2 separate regions of the Sus scrofa genome follow, and region 2 is linked to region 1. The links are chromatin contacts, called in public HiChIP or PLAC-seq maps. All regions are on one chromosome and are shown on one strand. Each heading gives the region's core, a stretch centred on a gene start, on an enhancer-like site or on the middle of the called end of the contact. The rest is flanking DNA. Distances are from core to core; before and after follow the strand shown.

Region 1 (3,603 bases), core at 408-2,907:
ATAGTAAGAGAATGGGGGATGGGAAGTGAAATAGAGCTGGCCCTCAGACCCAAGCAGGCCCTGCAGATAGACTTTCCCGCCACCAACTAGGGGCAGGATCTCTCTTTCCTGTACTCCTGCCCCCGCCACTCCCCAACTTCAAAATTCCTATCTGCCCTAAGACAGATCCTTTTTGGAAACACATGACAAAACTGTTAAGTATAGGGGATCTCCTCCTCATCTCTCTTCTGCCACTTAGGAATGCTCCAGAGTGGGTCAACGGTGACCTGAACCGGGCAGAAGGATAGGAAGATTTTCTCTGGCTTCTTTCTTTCTTTCTTTGGTAAAACTCCTATAAAATAAAACTGACCATTTTATCTAGTTTCACTTTTCAAGGTGAGACATACGTGAGTCTGTGGAAATACAGAGAAAGCAATTAATTGGAGGTCCTGCCCTTGCGGGCACATGCTGCTTCCAAAGGCCACCCAGTATAGACTTTTTCTCTGACAGTATTGCCGGGAAGCTACATCTTGAAGACCAAGGTCAGAGAGGGTCCCTAGGTAGAAACATACTACCTAGGTTCAATCTGAATTCAGCTCTGCCATGTACTAGCTCTGTGACCACAGGGATGTGATTTAACTTCTCAATGCCTCAGTTTTCTCATCTTTAAGATGAGGATAAAAAGTTGTTAGCAGAGTGCCCCTTGGGGCGCAATGGTAACAAACCCAGCTAGTATCTATGAGGCCACAGGTTCGATCCCCGACCCCCTTCAGTGGGTTAAGGATTGCGGCATTGCCAGGAGGTATGGTGTAGGTTGCAGATGCGGATCGGATCTGGCAATCTGTGGCTGTGGCTGTGGCCAGCAACTTCAGCTCTGATGCCATCCCTAGCCTGGGAACTTCCATATGCCACAGGTGTGCCCCCCCCAAAAAAATTTTCCCTCTCAGTATTGTTGAGGGGATTAATCGATACACGTGAAGCACTTAGAAGAATGGCTCTCAGTAAGCACACAATAATGTTATTAAATATTACTGTCATTACCATTACCAGATTAGGAGGCTACACAATGGAAACTGAGAGAAACAGGAAATTTGGGAAATGCGTTAGAAGCCAAAGGGGAATTTGGCAAGGGTGTAGATTTGCCTACCCTTTCCCCCACTTGTAATGAGTCATGGTTGGAAATGTGGTCTTTGCTGTTCGTAAATCGTGGTCCTGTTCAGGTACCCCTCCTGTGCTACCTGCACCCCTCTTCCACCTTCACTATGCTGAGCTGCCAACAGCTCCAGGTCCTCAGGCCCTGACGACCCTCTGGTCCAGACCAAAGCTTTGTGGCAGTTTGGGCGCAAACTGTTTTACTGATGAGATGACCAATTCAAATGGTTAGAGGACCTGAGATTTGACTCTTCTGCATCCTGGGGCTCCCCTCACTCTCATTAGCCCCTCCCAGGCCACACGGTCACGCGCTATGAGGTGGTCACTTGGTCACTTGTGACGCACACACTGCAATTCAGCACCTCTATTAGCCTGTCTTCACTTCTCAGTCTGGTCGGTCTCTACGTGTGAGGTGGGCTTTTTTTTTTTTTTTTGCACCTTCCAGCAAGGCAGTTTTCCCATCCTCAAAACATCTGACGGGCAACGGCGTCACTTTTCAACCGAGGCGGTTCGGCGTGGGCTGCCGGGACTCAGACGTACCCAGCCAGGGTGGGGCCCCGGGGCGGCTGCGGGAGTGAGGGCAGGCAGGTGTCTGGCTCCCTCTCTCCCGGATGTGGGCTGAGGGGAGGAGCCCCCGTCCCTCAATCCCTACAGAGCTGCAAGCAACCAAACACGATCGCGAGTCTGTTTTCCCAGTTTGGCAACAGGTTTGGGGCAGAAGCTTTAGCCTCCTCCCCCCTCTGGGAAACCCAACCTCAGCAACAAGCTGCTGATTGGCTGGCTGGCGGTGCAGCGTGGGCCAATCAAAGCCCTCTCTGCAGCTCGAGATTTGGCAGAGAGGAGTTTAAGGGGGCGGGGCGGGGCGTGGGGGCGGTGCTAGGTGGTTTCCTAGCGGAGGTGCTCCCCTCCCCTGGCCGGGGATAAGCTGGCCTTTCCAATGGGAGGAGCAGGCGCGGGAGGGGCTGAGGCACAGCGGCCACTGTGCTGGGAGACCCTCTCGACTGCCCCCTGCTGCCAGTTATTTCGGGTCCCTAAAACTTAAGTCTTTCCCCTATTTCTGTGGCTCCCCTCACAGTCTGATTGCAGGGTTGGTGCAGTCGTTCTTGAGCAATTCCAGAGGTTCTGAGTTTGAACAATTATGTTCCTAAGTTCGTTATTTGGCCCTCTTCATTTTCTTCCTATATATCTGTGTGTGCTCACGCCCTCCTGTGGCCGTGTCACCCACTCTCCAAAACCAAATCAAGTTTTATTACGCTGGACCAATTAGCACCAGCTTCCTGGACTTAGTATGCATTTCGAAGGGCATAGATTGTGAGCTATGTAAAAGAAAGTATTTTGAATAACCTTGGTCCCCCACCTCAATGCACACACAAAAAAACATACAGATTCAAAAAAAAAAATCCATAGTAGTATCAACATTAGGACTCTAGAGAAGATGAATAGGGTACCATTCTACCTCTGCCACTTTCTGGCTATAAGACCTTGAGCAGATACTTAAGCTTCCTGAATGTCAGTTTCTACCTATGAAAAATGCTAATGATAATAGCCTCCACCTCCTAGCATTATTATGACAAAATGCCTGGCACAGAATGCCTAATAAATGATATTATTTTAGCTATTAATCATAAAGGAATCACTATCCCTTTCCCACATTTAATCTCAGCCCTCCGTTTTGGGTTTAGGTGCTAGGGATAGCAACTAGATTCTAGGGACATTAAAAATTATTATAAGTAAACCAATTTAAGATAAAAATTTACATAGCCTCAGGAGTTCCCTGGTGGCTTAGTGGCTAAGGATTTGGCATTGTCACTTCTGTGGCTTGGGTCACTGCTGTGGTGCAGGTTCCACCCCTGTCTGGTAACTTCCCCATGGTATATAAGTAAATAAATAAATAAATAGTACTTCCTTCTATGGGAAAAGAATCCAAAAAAGAATGGATATATAGTATGTACAACTGATTCACTTTACTGTACACCTGAAACTAACACAACATTGTAAATCAACTATACTCCAATAAAATTAAAAAAAAAAAAAAAAAAAACTTAGCCTCCAGCCTTCGTGTGGGTACTGCTTCTAGCCCATAGATTTTACTGAGAGAGATCAATTGGAAGGATAGGATTCCTTTTTTCCTCAAAGATTTTTCTTCAAAAATCCTCTCTCTTAAAAATTTTAGAACAGCACCCTCTGAGAATTTACAATAATCCAGTTTTAATAGGATTTTTCATTTTGTTTTGTTTTGTATTTTTAGGGCTGCACACGTGGCATATGGAGGTTCCCAGGCTAGGGGTCGAATCGTAGCTGTAGCTGCTGGCCCACACCACAGCCACAGCAACATGGAATCCGAGCCACCACAGCCACAGTGATGTGGTATCCGAGCCATGTCTGCAACCTACACCACAGCTCATGGCAACGCCAGATACTTTAATGCACTGAGCAAGGCCAGGGATCGAAACAGCATCCTCATGGATGCTA
Region 2 (3,603 bases), core at 800-3,299, 100 kb after region 1:
TGACACCTTCTATGAGTGGATGTGATCACTTAATTAACCAAATAAATAAGCAATTACTTATTAAGCCTACCATATGCCTGGTGTGGTGCTTAGTTGGTGAATCAAAGTCGAATGAGACTTGATCTCTAGGTCCAAGAGGTTTAGAGGCTAATGGGAAATCCATACCCACCAAGTATGTTTGCCAAGGGTGATCAGAAATCACTAACGCTTTATGGAAAAGCTTGGTAAGCCAGACTCATTTCAGTCCAGCCTCTTTCGCTTAGATGAGAAAGAAAGATGTTATGTGAACTGAGGTCAAGAGTGTTTGGGAGCCGCACCTTCTCTGTTTTGTCAGCTGCACCTTTGGCCTCACGGGTGCTGGCCGCCTCTGACACTGGCACCCATATTGCTAAAGTCTTAGTCAGTTGTCTCTGACGGTGGCTGGCAGTCTCTGCGGGAATCTGGGCAACTTGTTCATGACTGGTGGAGGGTGATAAGTGTGAGAATGGGCACGCGTGGAGTACCGAGGCCACACATAGGAGGGCTGACCAATCCAACTATGGACGGGAGATCTGGGGAGGAAGGGACCACCATGTAGAGGTAAGGGTGGGATGAGAATGAGATAGTGTTGAAGTGGAAGGCAAAGCTGCTTGAAGGGGCGTGGGAGTAATGCTGGGGGGGGGGGGGCGCTGCGCTTTATGCTGACAGTGACAGAGGGACTGTTCCTCCTGCCCTTGTCCAGAACAGCCAGTCCCCTTTCCTGCCTTCCTTGACAAGGCTTCCAGCTGCCTAGGATAAACTAGACCTGGTCAAATCCTGCCCATTCTCCAAGGCCCTGTTCAGATTCCCTTTTCTCCAGGAGCCCTTTCCGGTTTTTTGTTTGTTTGTTTGTTTGTTTGTTTTGTCTTTTGTCCTTTTAGGGCCACACCAGCAGCATATGGAGGTGCCCAGGCTAGGGGTCCAATAGGAGTTGTAGCCGCTGGCCTATGCCAGAGCCACAGCAACGCCAGATCCAAGCCGTGTCTGCAACCTACACCGCAGCTCATGGCAATGCTGGATCCTTAACCCACTGAGTGAGACCAGGATCGAACCCACAACCTCATGGGTTCCTAGTCAGATTCGTTTCCGCTGCACCACGATGGGAACTCCCAGGAACCCTTTTTGGACAACCTCATTTCATTCATTCATTCATTCAACAAACTTTATTGAGCTCCTCCGGTGACCTAGGCACTGTGGTAGGCACAGCCCATGAATAGACGTTGCTCACACCCTTGGCCAGCCTGTGGAGCACAATGGTTTGGAAACCCCGGTGACATCTCTTTTGATCTCCTCTAGGTGTCCAGCCCATGAAGCTGTCAAGGACCCTTCAGAGCAGCCCCCTCCCCACTAGACAGCTCCAGGGACAGAGACCAGGCCTCCTCATCTCTGGGGCTGGCTGGCCCAGTGCTGTGCGCTTGGGATGCTCCCCACATTTTAGAGATATCTGGCTTTCCAACAATCTTAAAAGAAGTGGAAAGTTCTCCTGGGAGTTCCCATCATGGCACGGCAGAAACGAATCCAACTAGGAACCACGAGGTTGCGGATTTGATCCCTGGCCTCGCTCAGTGGGTTAAGGATCTGGCATTGCCGTGAGCTGTGGTTAGGTCGCAGAAGTGGCTAGGATCTGGTGTTGCTGTGGCTGTGAAGTAGGCTGGCAGCTATAACTCTGAATAGACCCCTAGCCTGGGAACCTCCATATGCCATGGATGTAGCCCTAAAAAAGACAAAAAGACAAAAAAAAAAAAAAAAAGAAAAAAGAAAAGAAAAAAGAAAGTTCTCCTGGCTGACACCCACCCCTTTCCCTATCCTCCCTGATTCCAGCACAGCTCCTCTGTTGAGAAGAGAGGTGAAGCTCCCGCTGAACCTTTGGCCCCAGGAAGCAAAAAGAGAACAGAAAGGAGGAAACGTCTGGGCTGGATGCCAGCCCAGATGCCTCGGGCCCAGCTGGGGATTCTGGGTCCTCTGTGCTCCGGAATGTGAGAAGGGCTTGCCAGGGCGGCTTGGAGCAGCTCCTCCCCAAGCCACTGGCTCCGCAACCTGGACAGAGCCACGCTGGCAGCTCCTCTGCAGCCCTCCTCGCGGTGCGCTGGTGCCCCACGGTGGACAGACAGCAGGCTCTGATCTCATTCCCTCCTGAGGCTTTGTCTCCCAGAGGGAGAGGGCTCAGGGGGCCCTTGCTTGGGGGTGAGCCTTGGGCATGGCCCCTGCACTTTCTCCATTCTCACCACTGATCACTCCCCTGGGCTTTTGGGCACACTCTTCAGAATAGGCTGACGGCTCTGAGGTGTTGTCTTCCTCCGAATCAGGCACAGACCCACCCCCTGCTGGTGGGCATTTCCCACTGCAATCTAATGAAAAACAAGCTTCTCAGAGGTCCATCTAAAAGGCCACATTGGGGCTGGGGCACTCTGTGCGAGCCCCCCACCTTTGTGGGGCAAGGTGAAAGTGATCAGGCCTGGAGAAGCCAAAGCTTCTGCCAGCCTGGAGCCCACTATCTCCATCTAGGCCGAGGATGGAGGGCAGAGTCAAAGGGGAAGGTGGCCCAGCTGAAGCTGGGATGCAGAGGAGAGGCAGAAGGCCAGAGGCGTGTGGGGACCCCCTGGGGCTGAACCAGAGCCCTGGAATGCCAGGGAATGTAGGAGCATCAGTTCTTAAATTTTAATTTAATTTTTCCCTGATAAGAGGCTGTGCGCAGCTGCTGGAAAGAGAGGGGCATTAACTTTCCACCAGCCACTGAGCAGACAGCCCTCTCGATGATGCCATGTGGGCCCCTCATCTCTCAGGCATGAGTCTCCTGGAGGTTCACTGCCAAGGTCCTACCAAGAGTCCGAGCAGAGCCAGCGAGAGAAGCTACAGAGAAACAGGGCCGGGAGCAGCGACCAAGCCTGAAGGTGTCAGGAGGAAACAAGGCCAGAGATGAGGAAAGTGCAAGAGAGCAGCTTGAAGAGATAAAGTGTGAGAAATGGTCAGATCAGTCTATGAACAGGATTGAGTTTATTGGCCAGAGGAAGGGAGAGCTGAGCATCCCTAGAGCCTACGTGTCAGAGGCTGTGTCGGGCGGGACTTTTAGACACATCTCATTGAACCCTCATTTCAGCAAGGCACTGACATCTTTTACAGGAGACTGACACTTTTGTAAGGAATTTCAGTACCTTGCCTGGGGCTCCATGGCTAACGTGGTGGAGGTCTGAATGCAGGAATCTGAATGCAGGTCTGTCGGATGACAGATGGCCTCCCCATCACTCCAAATTCTATGAGCAAGGAGGAGTGGATGGATCAGAGGAGACAAAAGGAACTCCAGAATTGTAGACATTTAGGACTGAAATTAAGGTCTTCTACAGCAATTTTGCCTCCAGGAGAAATTAGATTTCAGTGAGAACAATGTCATGTCTTAATTAGGTAGCCAATTAATTTTGAAAGGAGATCACATATCCAACCAGCCTTCCTTCCTTCCCTTCTTCCCTCTAACAATTTTTATGGAGCAGTCACAACCTGTTAGGCATGGTATTGGGTTTGAGGAACAAATAGGTGTAAGAACCACAATTTATTCCCAAATCCTTGATAAATTCCAGGAAATTGAGGCAG

Evidence for each region. HiChIP or PLAC-seq counts read pairs in DNA pulled down with a chosen protein or histone mark.
Region 2: a contact with region 1 is called in an H3K27ac HiChIP or PLAC-seq map of alveolar macrophages. The contact joins two enhancer-like sites. A contact is called at or near these places in 17 of 47 Hi-C or Micro-C datasets (adipocytes, blood, embryonic fibroblasts and 11 more) and 2 of 2 datasets of contacts at active chromatin or transcription factors (alveolar macrophages and skeletal muscle).

What each region holds. Positions count from the first base shown.
Region 1 is chr9:64,052,699-64,056,301 of Sscrofa11.1, forward strand. No RefSeq gene overlaps it. Among named protein-coding and RNA genes, the nearest start is that of FMOD, 19 kb to the right of the region's middle. Within about 2 kb of position 1,658, at least 57 of the 83 cell types and tissues checked have an H3K27ac peak or open chromatin away from gene starts, as enhancers often do. A contact at or near this core is called in alveolar macrophages, fetal skeletal muscle, liver and 5 more, where this site is marked.
Region 2 is chr9:64,152,487-64,156,089 of Sscrofa11.1, forward strand. No RefSeq gene overlaps it. Among named protein-coding and RNA genes, the nearest start is that of PRELP, 37 kb to the right of the region's middle. Within about 2 kb of position 2,050, at least 56 of the 83 cell types and tissues checked have an H3K27ac peak or open chromatin away from gene starts, as enhancers often do. A contact at or near this core is called in alveolar macrophages, fetal skeletal muscle, liver and 5 more, where this site is marked.